Linked DNA regions of Mus musculus: region 2 is linked to region 1. The links are chromatin contacts, called in public Hi-C maps. All regions are on one chromosome and are shown on one strand. Each heading gives the region's core, a stretch centred on a gene start, on an enhancer-like site or on the middle of the called end of the contact. The rest is flanking DNA. Distances are from core to core; before and after follow the strand shown. Region 1 overlaps Hpse2 (heparanase 2). Region 2 overlaps Cnnm1 (cyclin M1).

Region 1 (6,640 bases), core at 1,388-3,887:
TCAGGCTCCTGTCAGCATTGTTCTCACTCTTACTGGCTAGTTAGCTCATCTATCCTGCTTCTGAGGCATTATTCTGCTGGCATTAGAACCTACTTCTTTGGGATTCCAATGTAGACTGAAGACTAGATGAGACGTTCTCCTGGACTGAACATCTACTGGATTCTTGGTATTTCTATCAGGAGATAGCCACTGTTAGGCTAGCCAGTCCACAGCCTGGAAGCTATTCTAATACCCCTCCCCCTTTAAAACAAACACACACACACACACCACACCACATACACACACACACACACACACACACACACACACACCCTCCAATGTTATTTTGTTTTTGTGGTGAAATAGTATCTGTGTCCTTCTCTTCCCCTGCACATTCAATACCTGTTTAAATAGAAAGACGAACTCAGCTTGTCCCATTTCTAGGAAGAATCAATTCTGAAAAACTTTGGGAGAGAAAAAAATGCAAACTTCATGGATCTATTGAATGATGATGCCTAAGTTGCTTTCATAGCTTTTTTTTTTTTTTTTTTGGTGGTGGTGGTGGTGGCTGTGGGAGCTCTCTAAATCAGTTATTAAAGTTTGAACTAGGTTACCAGCAGGAAAAAATAAACCTAAAGGGCCTTTAGGGTAAAGAGTCTTCGCACTAATTCAGTGTTCAGTGTACTATGTAGCTTTCCCTGCTGAGCGTACGTCGTGTTGATATTTCACAGACTTTGGTTTTGAGTGGCCATGACATTGAGAAGTGGTCTCTTGTGAATGAGAAGAGTCACATAGGAAGTAGGCAGTTTAAGTGACTTCTTAGGCTCCATAACCACACCCTCCACAGCCTCCATTCCACTAATTCTAATGTCTAGAATAAGTGAAAACATTGTATTTTGTTCAGTCCTTGCTGTGCTTAAAACCAAATCTGAGATGAATTAAGATAATGCCAAGAGTTCAAAGTTAGTGACAGAAGTATTTGATGGCTGTGATAGAGTTCTGAGAATTTATAAATTGTGGGGTATACTTAAATAACTCAAAACCAGAATTTATATTTACTTCTTTTCCCACATTTTTATTACCATTTCTTTAATCACCTTTCTGCCCTTTTTTTTTTTTTTGGTTTTTCGAGACAGGGTTTCTCTGTATAGCTCTGGCTGTCCTGGAACTCACTTTGTAGCCAGGCTGGCCTCGAACTCAGAAATCCACCTGCCTCTGCCTCCCAAGTGCTGGGATTAAAGGCGTGTGCCACCACGCCCAGCTCTGCCCTAATTTTTATGCATGTATGTACATGCATGCATGTGTGCATATGAATATTCATGTGTATGCGCGTGTGCATATGTGTGTGCTGAGTGCTGAATCCGGAGATGTTCTATTTTTAGAAAGAATTTTCACTTAAAACTAATATATACTAAATCACAGAAACAGACTTAAGAGAAGGACACGTTGTCTTTGGTTCTAACAGTCAGTAATCAGGAACTTCTTGTTGGTTCCAGAATTGCTGTCTGTCATAAATACAGCAGTGTCTTTGGTGAAATAACCTTAAGTTTGTCTGTCTGTGACACTCACCAGAAAGCCTTCTAACCCTCTAAAGGGTATTTATCCCTTCCCCCACCCCCTCTATATCTTTCTTTGTTTCCTCTCTCTTTCTGGTCTGGGTAAGCTGAGCAGCTTAGGCAAGATCTGGCTCTTCTCTGTCCTGAGCCGACCTTGCTCATCTTCACATGCAGGCTGTTTCCCAGGAGCACAGCATGTCCTGAGCTCAGACACAGTGATGCCGCGGTCACTTCTCTCTGATTTACTTAGGTTGCTACACAGTCTACAGGAGCTGTGATCTCCAGTATTGCAATCTGGGACAATATAAATGGCCGATGGCAGAGTGAGATTCTCAATTCTTGCTACTCAGTGATTTACATAATATGCCACCATTAGCACTTTGATGTGACATCTTATGGTTTCCAGGTTTTACTGGGCCATGCATAAACACTACATGAAGGTGTTAGATTCAGCACTGAAGCCCTGTCAAGGCCTTGATTGCTTTCACTGGGAAAGTTAGGCAGCATCTTTGCAGGAGGGAAAATATAGAATATTTAGTTTGCTATCTTTAGCTATCTGCAGTCAATTCTTCTCAAATTCAGGAACTGCAGCTTTCCTTTTTCTTCATTTAGTTTTCTGGCAATTTAATTTTTAAAAATTTACATTTCATATTTTATCCATCATTACTTGAATCCATTTCCATAGATCTATACAAATATTCAAAGATTCTCAGTTATGTTCGTGTTATTGTTAAGAATTATTATTGTGGCTTTCACTTTTATATCTTACAAAGTCACTTCATAAACAAAAGCCATTGACAGGCTCATGTGACTAGAAAATCACAGTGCTGCATTTGAGCCTCATCTGCTCCACACTCAGAGCTGTTTGTACATCCCAGAGGGGTGAGCTGTTACAAACACTAGTGTGTGTTGTTGACATACTGTGCATATTGCTCAAGTCGATAAATAGAAAAAAGATGAGGGAAGGCAGAATAATAATCAGAGAAGCTTTTTGCAAAGGCATCAATGGCTAAGTGCGGCCTGCCTGGTCAGACAAGGCTCTGAGCTCAAAGCCTGGGCTAAGAGACACAGAGGAGAAAAGAAGCGAGTCCTGTTCACTGGGCATGCAGCCCAGTGCTCTGGCCATGGACGGAGGCAGCCTGGGTTCCAGCGATTGATCCCACAGCCAAGGCTGCCCTTCTCTCAGCAGCAGTAGGCTCCCACAAAGAAGGCTACACATGGAAAAGTCTTTGTTAGGGCCCCTAATGACAGGATTGAATTTCACATCACAGCTATCCCTAAACAGGTACACTTGGATTCTTTCATGTTCCTGATGGATCCCACGGGAAAGAAAAGAGAGAGAAGAAAGGTCACACTAAGAAACAGGTCATAGGCTAGTGTGTCTGGGTTTGCTCCTCCCCTGCCACACCACCCCCAGGTTCTTAGCTTTTGAGTTCTTCAATTTCACACACCCTGTGTGGCCATGGGACAGCAATGGGAAAAACTTGCTGGTGATAATTATTCATAATCCATCTACCATGACTCACTGGAAATCGAGTGCTTCTGTATATGTTACTGCTTGTGTTTGGATGCTCTTCCCCCAGCCCAAACGGGCCACTTGCTGAGGATCTCCCAAAACCCTTCCTGGGTATCCTTGCTGCCTCCATCAGTCAGACTTTTGTTTTCTTTCCTATCCTTTAAAATGGCTTTTGCCATGGTCCCTTTTAATCTATTTAACATCTGTTTGTATCTGTGGTGCCAGCTTCTTAAAGTCAGACTGTGCTGCCTCCAGCACAGCGTTCAGCAATATGACGAGTGTGATATGTGATATGTGATATGACGAGTGTGATAAGTCCCCGGGAGTAAATGGAACATACAGAGGTGGGGATTGATATTAACTTGGATATTTTAAAGGCAGACTTTAATTCAGCCACAATCGTTAAAAATAAAGAACTCCTTTTTCAGATTAAAAAAAAAAGCAGTATTATTGATTACAGCAACAAGAGGTCTACAAAGAAGGAATAAAATGTGCGGGCAATTGTCTCGCTCTGAGATATAGTCCCATCCAATAATTTTCCATACTTCATGTAAATGCAAAATCAAAATTGTATGCTTTAAATGATTCTCTAAAGTATACTGACAATGACTTGTGGAGGTTCACAGGTGAGGTAGTTTATCCTCACTTCAGCTCAATCAAAGGGAAGCCAGAACCCAAAGACACACTTCATTAATGGTAGAGCTCGGACCCACCAATCTTGTCTCAGGCCTAGGCTGTGCTGCTCCCGGGCTGGGTGGTTCAAGTCTCAGTGTATCCAGCGGCACTGGGGTGTGGGTTTGTGATGAGGTCTTTCTCCTGAAGAAAGGCTACCCTGAGCGGATCCCGTGTTTGCATCTAAGCCATGCTGTGCCTAGGGGTAACCATCTCCAGCATCTTAAAAGGGGAAAAAGAAAGATGGGTTCCTTAACAAAAAGCGTGTTCTTAGAATTAAATGACAGGCTAGCCAAGTATGCCAGACTGGCAATAGTAAAAGGCAGAGCTTCATTCCAAAAGCTAAATGACATCTGAACAGTGACCGTTTGGCTCTGAATATGTTGCTATGGTGACTGCAACCATAGGTTTAATTTCATTATAGGATTCTGAGCAGTGCTCTAACCCATGACTGACAATTATACTCCAGAACAATGTAGACAGAGAGTGCTCTACCGATGTGCACAGGGCTGTCAAGTATTTGCTGTTACTCATCAGGATAATAAGCAGAGATGAGTGCTGCTAGCACACAGCTGCCCCACTATGGCCAGGTTGGACATGTTACACGCCTGATAGAGCTCTTTACACTGGTCTCTAAGCAAGACTGAGCTGTAGTCTCGCAAACACACAGTGGGTTACTAACTCTGCAGATGGGAGACCATGTCTTATTTATATGTATATCCACACAATGGTGATAGAACTCCGAGCTCACTTTTCTAAATTGAATTATATCTGTGTGAAGACTCCTTTTGCTGTCCTAGCGTGGGAGCTAGGAAGATGCTGACTAGTAATTCCCCATTCCTCTCCCTGAAAGCTCTGTAAATCACACTTAAAAAAAGCAACAAGCTGAATTCCAAAACCCTCTTGGAGGAGAAGTGCCCGGGCTGGTGGGTCTGGCCTCTGTCCACTGAATGTACACAAACACCGGCTACTCCCGAGGGAGCTCACAACCGATTGCTTAGCTGTGGAGACTCACTTGTCCCTTCTTTCCCAGTGGCAGGTCATCAGGGGAAAGGGCGGAGCCTGTGACAACACATGGGCATGGCGTAACTAACATGTGCTCTTTTCCTCAGGAAGACAGGCTCACGGCAGAAGGAGGTGCCACTTTGCTAGCAGAAAGCTACAGAGGAACAAGGGATGTGGCTGAAAAGTTATTTCCTGAGCAAAACAGCAGAGTAGAACCATTCTCATTCTGCTCCTCGCCTTCCCCCTTTCCCTTCTTCACCCCACCTTTTTGAACTTTTGTTGTAAAAGAGAAGACTTCAGGTCCAGCAGAAACGGACCCACAGATACAGAGATGCCCCTAGGTGCTGTCCTCAAGTCCTCCTCCATTATCATCAGCTCTCACCATCATCAGTGTCAGAGTGGAGCCTTCACACTTGGTGACCTTCCATCAGTGACATGGAAAGTCCACACTTCACAGTAGGGTTTATCTGTGGTGCCCATTCTGTGGTTTGGGATTGGCACAGAAGCAACCCACTGTTTAGTATCATTCAGAATAGTTTCCCTGCCCTAAAATCTTCTGTTTCTCTCCCTCACCCTAACTCCTAGAAACCATGTTCACAGTGCTGTCCTATCCTGCTATTGTCTCTTACCTTTGACAGGTACTACTGGAACAGGCCTGCCAGAGCGGGACAGTGGAAAGGTGAAAAGTTAAAGACAAGGGGGAAGGGTGGTGTGGGACGTGGCCTGAGGGGCCCTGAGGCCCAGAGGCTTGCCATCTCTGGATTTACTCAAGAGCACCAGCAAAGCAGAAAAAATTTGCTAATAAGATTCTTTCCTGAAATATACTAAGTTGGGTTTGAATGAATGGGAGTACAAAAACCATATTTTTCCGGGAGAAACTCAAGTACAATTAAGTAGAGCTCTAATCTCTTAAACTCTCCTGAAGAAGCAGCATGGTACAAAGCCCACAGGTTGTTACTGGCATTGTTTAGCTATCAGTTCCACAGCTGTCTGACATGGTGACCAATATGATCCTCAAGTCCAGCTCCATTCCCCATCTTTGGGCCCAGTCAGCAATTCTGGCCTGTCTTGTAAATTCTTTCCAGGGGACACTAGGACACTCTCGCAGCTGTGGAGTTTTCTACTTATAAGGTACAGCATTTGCTATGAGGCGAGATAAAGAAGGAGCTTGCTACCTTGTGAGCGCTTTTACATATGCTTTCCTTATCACAGCCTCATGTCTCTGGACCTGCAGCTGCCCCGCTCACTTGGGCCTTTGTGCTGCATCCCTGGACACAGTTAAGGGATCTTAGAGGCTTATGTGAGCTCTGGGGCCATCAGGTGTCAGCTGAGGATTTCTGTGCTCTGCTTTTAAAGAAAGTAACGGGCAGTTACTCCTATTTGGGGAGAATAAAGCCATGAAAGTTTGTGTCTTAAGTGTCCAAAGCCATGGTCCTGGGCAGTCACACAGATGCGTGGTAAGATACCCAGGTGGTCCTATCCTGGAAAGGAGGCCTGTTTAGTCTTCCAACACCCATCTTGCACCAGCTTGTCTCCTTTGCTCCTGTTTATCGCCAGACCCAAGTCAAGGGCAGAATTTGCCTCAGGCATAACAAAGACACCTACATGAGCACTTAGGGAAATAGCGCTGCACAGCAGAGAGAAAGTAGGATTCAGAGCTAGAAAACCCCGGGGGTCCTGGCTACTGTGACTTCTCTGACCTCAGGAACCTGAGCTGACATCACAGCTATTGTCCACACTCCTTTAGCTCTCTATTTTTTCAGGAAAGTTAATAAAGTCATATTTACCTCGGTAGGCTTTATTTAGAGCAGTTATGATAAACTACAATGATCTCATACTCATTTTCCATTTCTCGCCACAATACACAGGATCTCTGTCCTTCTGGCTCAATGCAGAGATCTGGCCAGGAATT
Region 2 (6,640 bases), core at 2,838-5,337, 570 kb after region 1:
GCACCGCAGAAGTGTGTGGTCCCGAAGAATCTGTGTAAGCATCCAAAGACCAACAATGATTCTGACTGTCGTATTTCCCCTGTGTCCTATAGCTGACAATCGGAAAAAGCAGAGGGTCCCACACCGGGAGAGAAGGCGGCATGATTTCTCTCTGTTCAAGCTTTCAGACTCCGAGATCAGAGTCAAGATCTCGCCACAGCTGCTGCTTGCCACACACCGCTTCATGGCCACAGGTAGGACCTGCCCTGCCCACGCCCTACCTCAACACTTCTAGTAGAATCTAGCATGGCACCAGGCACCACATCTCTTACTATTCTCCATCCCCATCCAGTGTGCCACTGGCACTGAGAGCCAGGGTTTGAGGAAGAAGGCTGCCTCCTGTTGGGTTGAGGTAGCTTCAGGCTCCCTGCTGTGTTGATGGAGAGGAAGTGAGTACTCTTTTACCAGAAAATGCATAACTTCCATTTCCTCTGCTCACTTCCTAGCAGGAGCCTAAAGCCAACCTACTCCATCCTACTCGGATTGGGGTGCCCCAGACCTTTGTCCCAGAGGGAAAAGCATTATCCTACCAAGCAACAAGCCCATGTGTCCTGCTCCCCACTAGGAGTCTGGAGTGGGAATCCTGGTGCCCTTAGAAAGAAAAACAGGTACAGGAACTCCTTTGTATGAAGAGGCAAGGATTTGCCTTTGAACTCTCTGACATCACTCAGCCCTAATTAACATGTTCACCTAGAATGGTTAGTCCATGACTAAGTTCCATTTTTAGCTAATACAATACGTACTCTTTGAGGATATAGTAGAGTGCTAGCCAGAGCTGGCCAGGTACTAAAAGGTGGGTAACAATAAAGTGGAGCCTCCTTACAGTAAGAATTTTCAACATGTAATCTTGTCTGAATGTAATTTTTTTTTAATCATGGATCAATTGCCCAGGGCAAAGCAGCTTCATCTGCTTAGTATAATTCTGCAAGCATCACTATATAATGCCTATTAATAGTTGAGTATGATAAATGATATTTTACATTATTGGCAACTTATCACTTAAGTCATTACCTTTCTATTAACTTGGGATTTCATGTCAGCCAGCAGGTGAATGCTATCCAGATAAGCCAGACTCAATTCTTTGTGTCTAGAGTTGTCCAGGGTCCAACTCTAAATAAAATCAGGGACAAAAGTCATAACAAAACTGACCTTTCCCAAACGCTGACCTGTTTCTCCCGAGATATCATGAAGCAATAGTCAGCCCCAGAAGGCACAGAGAAGGCCCCTGGATGCACACTGGGGATTAACATTCTTCATCTGAGGGATTGATTTGCAGAACCCCCACCCCACCCCGGCCTACTTAAGGGTCTTGTTCTAGATGAAACCCCAGATGCTGCACTCGCCTCCTGCCAGCTTTTGCAGTTGGAATGGGGGAGGGGCAGCAGTGCAGCTGTCCACCCCCACCCCCTGTTGCCTTCCAGAAGTGGAGCCCTTTAAGTCCCTGTACCTTTCGGAGAAGATCCTGCTCCGGCTTCTGAAACATCCCAACGTGATCCAGGAGCTTAAGTTTGATGAGAGGAACAAGAAAGCCCCAGAACACTACCTCTACCAGCGCAACCGCCCGGTGGACTATTTTGTGCTGCTCTTACAGGTGGGTGTCAAGGTCAGGGGACTTCCGAGAGCAAGAGGAGGGCACCTGCAGGGCAAAGGGGAATTCCTCGGGCTTTGCTTCCCTCATTGCACGGTGCCTAGAGAACAAGGCCAATGGGTTGGGCGTCCTTGCATTACCCACAGGAAAGCCACAGGCATGTAAGAGTGGTATCCCGGGATCTGTAGCTTCTCCCATGGGCTTTCACCTTAGCACTCGAGCATGTTGGGGGGACAGTAAGAAGCCTGCATGTTCAGTAAAGGCATTCTCCTTCTGAACTGAAAGAGCCTGTGGAATCCTGGTATCTCGGGGTGTCTGCTTGAGTGTCCCCCACTGCCTCCTGATATGTACATGACTCTTCTTAAACCCTTTCTTCTGTTGATCTGACTCTCAGCATCTCTGATTTCCACACTGGCCCTGTCTCTGCCTCCTGGACCATGTGGGATACATTTATTCTCTGTGGTTCCCTGAAACATCTCTCTCTGTAAGGGCCAAGAAGGAAGGCAATGACTGAATGAAAAAGGCTATCAGTTGCCTACCCTGGGTACCTGGACAGGCCTGCCTTATGTATCTGTCACAGCTGGGTATGATGACACATGCCTGTTATCCCAGCACTCAAGAAGCAAAGGCAGGAGGATACCTGTGAGTTTTAGAATAGTCTGATCTACATACTGGGTTGCTGGCAAGCCGAGCTACGTGGCAAGACTCTGTCTAAAATAAAATTAATTACTTAATTAAAAGTGTCAGGCAGAGTTCCACTGGAGCACAGCTTATCCTGTCCTGGCCCCACCGTGAGCTCCGTCACTGGCTCCATGTCTCTTCCCAGCAGAGTTTTATAGGCCCTAGAAACAGTGATGGCTTAAGATCCGAGTCAAGATCACATTGAGTTAGAACTGGCCGCTGGCCATACAGTCCACCTCAGCCTATCCCGTTTATGCCTTGATTTGTCTCATATATATCACTCCAAGCAACCTCAGTAATGATGATTCTACCCCCATAAATGGGGTCCTTTTCTTCACCTTAGAAATGAATTGTGTTACACTGTGTATATAATGCAAGGACACATGCAGTCCTTCATAAGGAAAAGCTTTCAAATAAAAAGCTGAAGGGGATAAAATAGAAAAAAAGGTAGTAGTCTCAGGAATTGGAAAGATTTGCCTTCAAAATGTCATTGTTTCTATTTGCTAGCAAACCTTGGCTAATCCAGTGAACCTCTCTGAGCCTGAATCAATCCATCTGTCAACTGGACATAAAAATGTTACATATGCCAGGTGGCAATGTTCATTTTAAACATTTTATTATGGAAAACTAGCCAAAAAGTAGGAAGAAGGAAAAAACGTAACTATTACCTAGCTTCAACAACTGTTGATATTTTGTCAAGAATTCCTAATCCTCCCGTTTGCAAGTATTTATTTTGAAAAATGCCAAGGTGCCAGGCGTGGTGGTGCACACCTTTAATCCCAGCACTTGGAAGGCAAAGACAGGCAGATCTCTGAGTTCAAGGCCAGCCTGCTCTACACAGTGAGTTCCATGACAGTCAGGACTACACAGAGAAACCCTGCAGGGTTGACTGAGAATCCACAGGTGCACATAACAGTAACAGCTGCATAAATGCAGCTCTACACTCATGGTAGTTATTGCTATCATTGACAATGAATGCTAGTTATCACTGTCACCAGTGGTGAATTCAACAAGAGCAGGTTCTATCTCAGCCAGACCCAGAAATGGTCTCGTCTGGGACACTGAGTCAGTAAAGCTGTTTACTATGCTCTGGCTTACTGGTGCTTTAGGCCTGTGTCCTCGAAAGGCAGCTACAGTGTAGCAGGAGAGCTTCGTTATTCAGGACCACGTGCTGCTTTAGGGCTGATAAAGCTGTGAATTCACTGCAAGGGGCTTCTGAAGTCGGAGCTTGTGTTTCTGTAAAGGAAATCTAGGCAGAATTAACACTTCCCTGTGATCATGTGAGTCCATTTGTCCGTGCCCACAAAAGTCCTTGGGGTCTGAGGGAACCTGGAAGACCTGGAAGTGCCCATCCCAGCCTCAGTAAGTTCCTTACCCTCCTTCTCTCTCCAGGGGAAAGTGGAAGTGGAGGTTGGTAAGGAAGGCCTTCGCTTTGAGAACGGAGCCTTTACCTACTATGGTGTTCCAGCCATCATGACCAGCGCTTGCTCAGGTATTCTAGTTCTTAAGCCGGGAGTTTATCAGGGAAGCAGTGGGGCCCACCAAGAAAGATCTAGGCGGAAGTCACGACTCTTGTGTTGACTCCTGTTAAACACCTTCAAAATAAGCTGTTTCGCTTCCTTGGCTCGGGTTTCCTTCTGTGCAAAGACGGCATAAAAATAACTTCAGATTTTGTTTGGCTTTAAGAGGAAGAAAACTGAGGTGGGGGTGGAAAAGGTAATCTTGTAGCAAGTGCTGGGGTGGAGACCCGGCTTTTCCGAAAGAAAGGACACGTTGTTTCACGCTCTTCCCTACTACCCTCCTTCCTGCCTGATTCCTGCAGGGCTAATTGGTGCTGGGGTGGAGTAGAAGTGGAGATTTCCATGAGACATTCTGTTTTCTGAATTACTTCTGAAACCCACTGCACCCTTCTGTCCTTAGATAATGACGTGCGGAAGGTTGGAAGTCTGGCTGGATCCTCTGTCTTCCGTATGTATCTCTCAAACCCCTTCCTCATGTCTTCCCTGCCATGGTCCTGCCTCAGCCCACTCTGGGAACCTGAACCAGGCTATTTGAACATGGGCTGGGTTAACGAGAATGGCTGAATGCCGGCAGCTTCCTTGTAATGCTCTGCCGGGAACACTGCCTCCCACCAGGTACCCACAGAGCACGGAGGCTTAGCTTTTGTGTGCCTGGAATGTGTGCCTTGGCTTCTCTGTTACTGCACAAGGGATGAGCGGAAGTGTGGCTTGGGGGGGGGGGGGGGGCATCATGAGTTGCCACTTGTCAGGGAATGCAGGAAGTTGAGCTGTATGCTCTGATGGCCGTCCTTTTCCTTCTGTGCGATGGTAATTCACCCTTGGCCTTTATCTGAAGTGCTATAATATTTTGTTTGGTTTTGGTTTTGGTCTATGATGTTTGTCCTTAGGAAAAGGTAACTGTGGCGTTTGGTGTTGTGGCTCAAGGCTAGTGAAATCTGTTGCTTAGCCATTGCTCTTTCCTTGCCTACAGCTTTTCTGTCGGCGACAAGGTGGCTGCCAGCTGGCCATGCATGCAGCTTGGGGGTGCGTGCGGACTGGCACAGGGCTGGTGGCTGGCTTGAACTGCCCTTCTGTGTGCTACCTTCTTGCTAGTTTCTGTGCAGAATCAGTGTGTTTGTGTGTAGAAAGCATGGCTTCGATTGTGATCCGAATGTAATCTAGAAAGAATTTTCTCTAGAATTCCTTTAGATTCATTGGTTTAAATTTTGCAGTGGCCACTTTAATGTCAAGTGGGGTATTTCCTTTCATCATAAAAGAGATTTTTACATAGTGTTTTTATATTTGAATTTATCTGAAGGCTTTGAAGCATCATAGGCCAAGAACAGCAAGTTAAATGTCACTTCAGAATGAGAAAAAAGGGCAGGGTGTATAGAGCAGTGGCCAAGTAGTTGTCTAGTAAGGTCAAGGCCCTGAGTTCAAATCCCAGCCCCACAAAAAATAGATAATAAATAAATAAGTTTATTAATTAAAATTCTAATAAGGAAAGGTGAAGAAATGATTTGTCCCAAATCACCTAGCCAATTGATAACTTAGCCTGGATGGGACATCTCCTGTTTCATGACTATTTCACGCAGCACAATGGATACAGATTTTTAGATCATTGTGGTCCAGAATTCAGTCACTGTATGGACATGATAGGGCTGTTAAGATGCTACCAAGAGGCCGGGTATGGTGGTGCACGCCTTTAATCCCAGCACTTGGGAGGCAGAGGCAGGCGGATTTCTGAATTCGAGGCCAGCCTGGTCTACAAAGTGAGTTCCAGGACAGCCAGGGCTATACAGAGAAACCCTGTCTTGGAAAAAAAAAAAAAGATGCTACCTAGAAATTCTGGCTCTGCTCTGGCTCTTCAAAAAGAGCTGTGAATAAAGAAAAACAGAAAACAAAGAGTATCATAGATCTCGCCACCTCCTTCCCTCCCCAGTTCATATGACATTCTTTAAAAAGGCCCAACAAAAGAGGGTCCGTCAGGAACGGACCCTTGCTGCTGAGTCAGATGAGACTGAGTTTGTTACCCTGGAGCCCACGTTGGAAAAGAAGATAACTGACCTTCACCCACATGCTATGCCACACCTACCCGCAGACACACAAATAAATAAACTAAAAACAATGTCAAGTGGGAAGATATTACCTGACTTCCTCTGATCCTAGTTCTCTAAAAAAAATCCCTCAGTTTTATCAGTGAGAAGAGTAAACTTGCAACCATAGTCTCCCCCCCCCGCCCATTTTATTAAAGTTTTTAAGATAGCATCCAAAGCGATGGGTTTTACCACGGCATCTTCATATACATGAGTCATTATACTTTGTATTTAACTAACTAGAGGGAAGCATTACGTTCTCTTTTCTTTCCCATGCTTCTGAGCCTTTGCACACACATTCTCAGGAAAGACAAAGAACATTGCCCAGTAGGGGAAAAGAGGTTGTCTGTCCTCCATCAAATCCTCCCCCCCCCCCACCCCAAGTGAAGTGTGAGCTAAATGCAAAGTCCACCCCCACCCCAACGTTGTTCTCTGAGCTGGTGCTGATGTCAAGGTCCAAGAGCCCCCAGCTCCACATTTTTTTAATGTATTTATTATTATACATAAGTACACTGTAGCCGACTTCAGACGCACCAGAAGAGGGTGTCAGATCTCATTACTGGTGGTTGTGAGCCACCATGTGGTTGCTGGGATTTGAACCCAGGAACTTCTGAAGAGCAGTCAGTGCTCTTACCTGCTGAGCCATCTCGCCAGCCCCCCAGCTCCACATTTTACCAGCCAGGAACATCAGCATGTAGTTGGGAGGAGGAGCTTGAACCTAAGCCACACCACAGGGC

What was found. A called contact is a pair of places that touch in the nucleus more often than the background predicts.
Region 2: a Hi-C map of cerebellum shows a contact between it and region 1, with 1.6 times the contacts expected there. The contact joins two enhancer-like sites. A contact is called at or near these places in 2 of 484 Hi-C or Micro-C datasets (the N1E-115 cell line and cerebellum) and 2 of 115 datasets of contacts at active chromatin or transcription factors (both in embryonic stem cells).

The regions. Positions count from the first base shown.
Region 1 is chr19:42,900,189-42,906,828 of GRCm38.p6, forward strand. The region is part of intron 9 of Hpse2 (heparanase 2); the gene reads right to left. Among named protein-coding and RNA genes, the nearest start is that of Hps1, 120 kb to the left of the region's middle. Within about 2 kb of position 2,638, at least 30 of the 459 cell types and tissues checked have an H3K27ac peak or open chromatin away from gene starts, as enhancers often do. A contact at or near this core is called in cerebellum, where this site is marked.
Region 2 is chr19:43,468,149-43,474,788 of GRCm38.p6, forward strand. It overlaps Cnnm1 (cyclin M1), which reads left to right. Exons shown (of 12, transcript NM_001373992.1): 3 at 93-233; 4 at 1,461-1,630; 5 at 3,701-3,800; 6 at 4,229-4,276. Among named protein-coding and RNA genes, the nearest start is that of Cnnm1, 31 kb to the left of the region's middle. Within about 2 kb of position 4,088, at least 11 of the 459 cell types and tissues checked have an H3K27ac peak or open chromatin away from gene starts, as enhancers often do. A contact at or near this core is called in cerebellum, where this site is marked.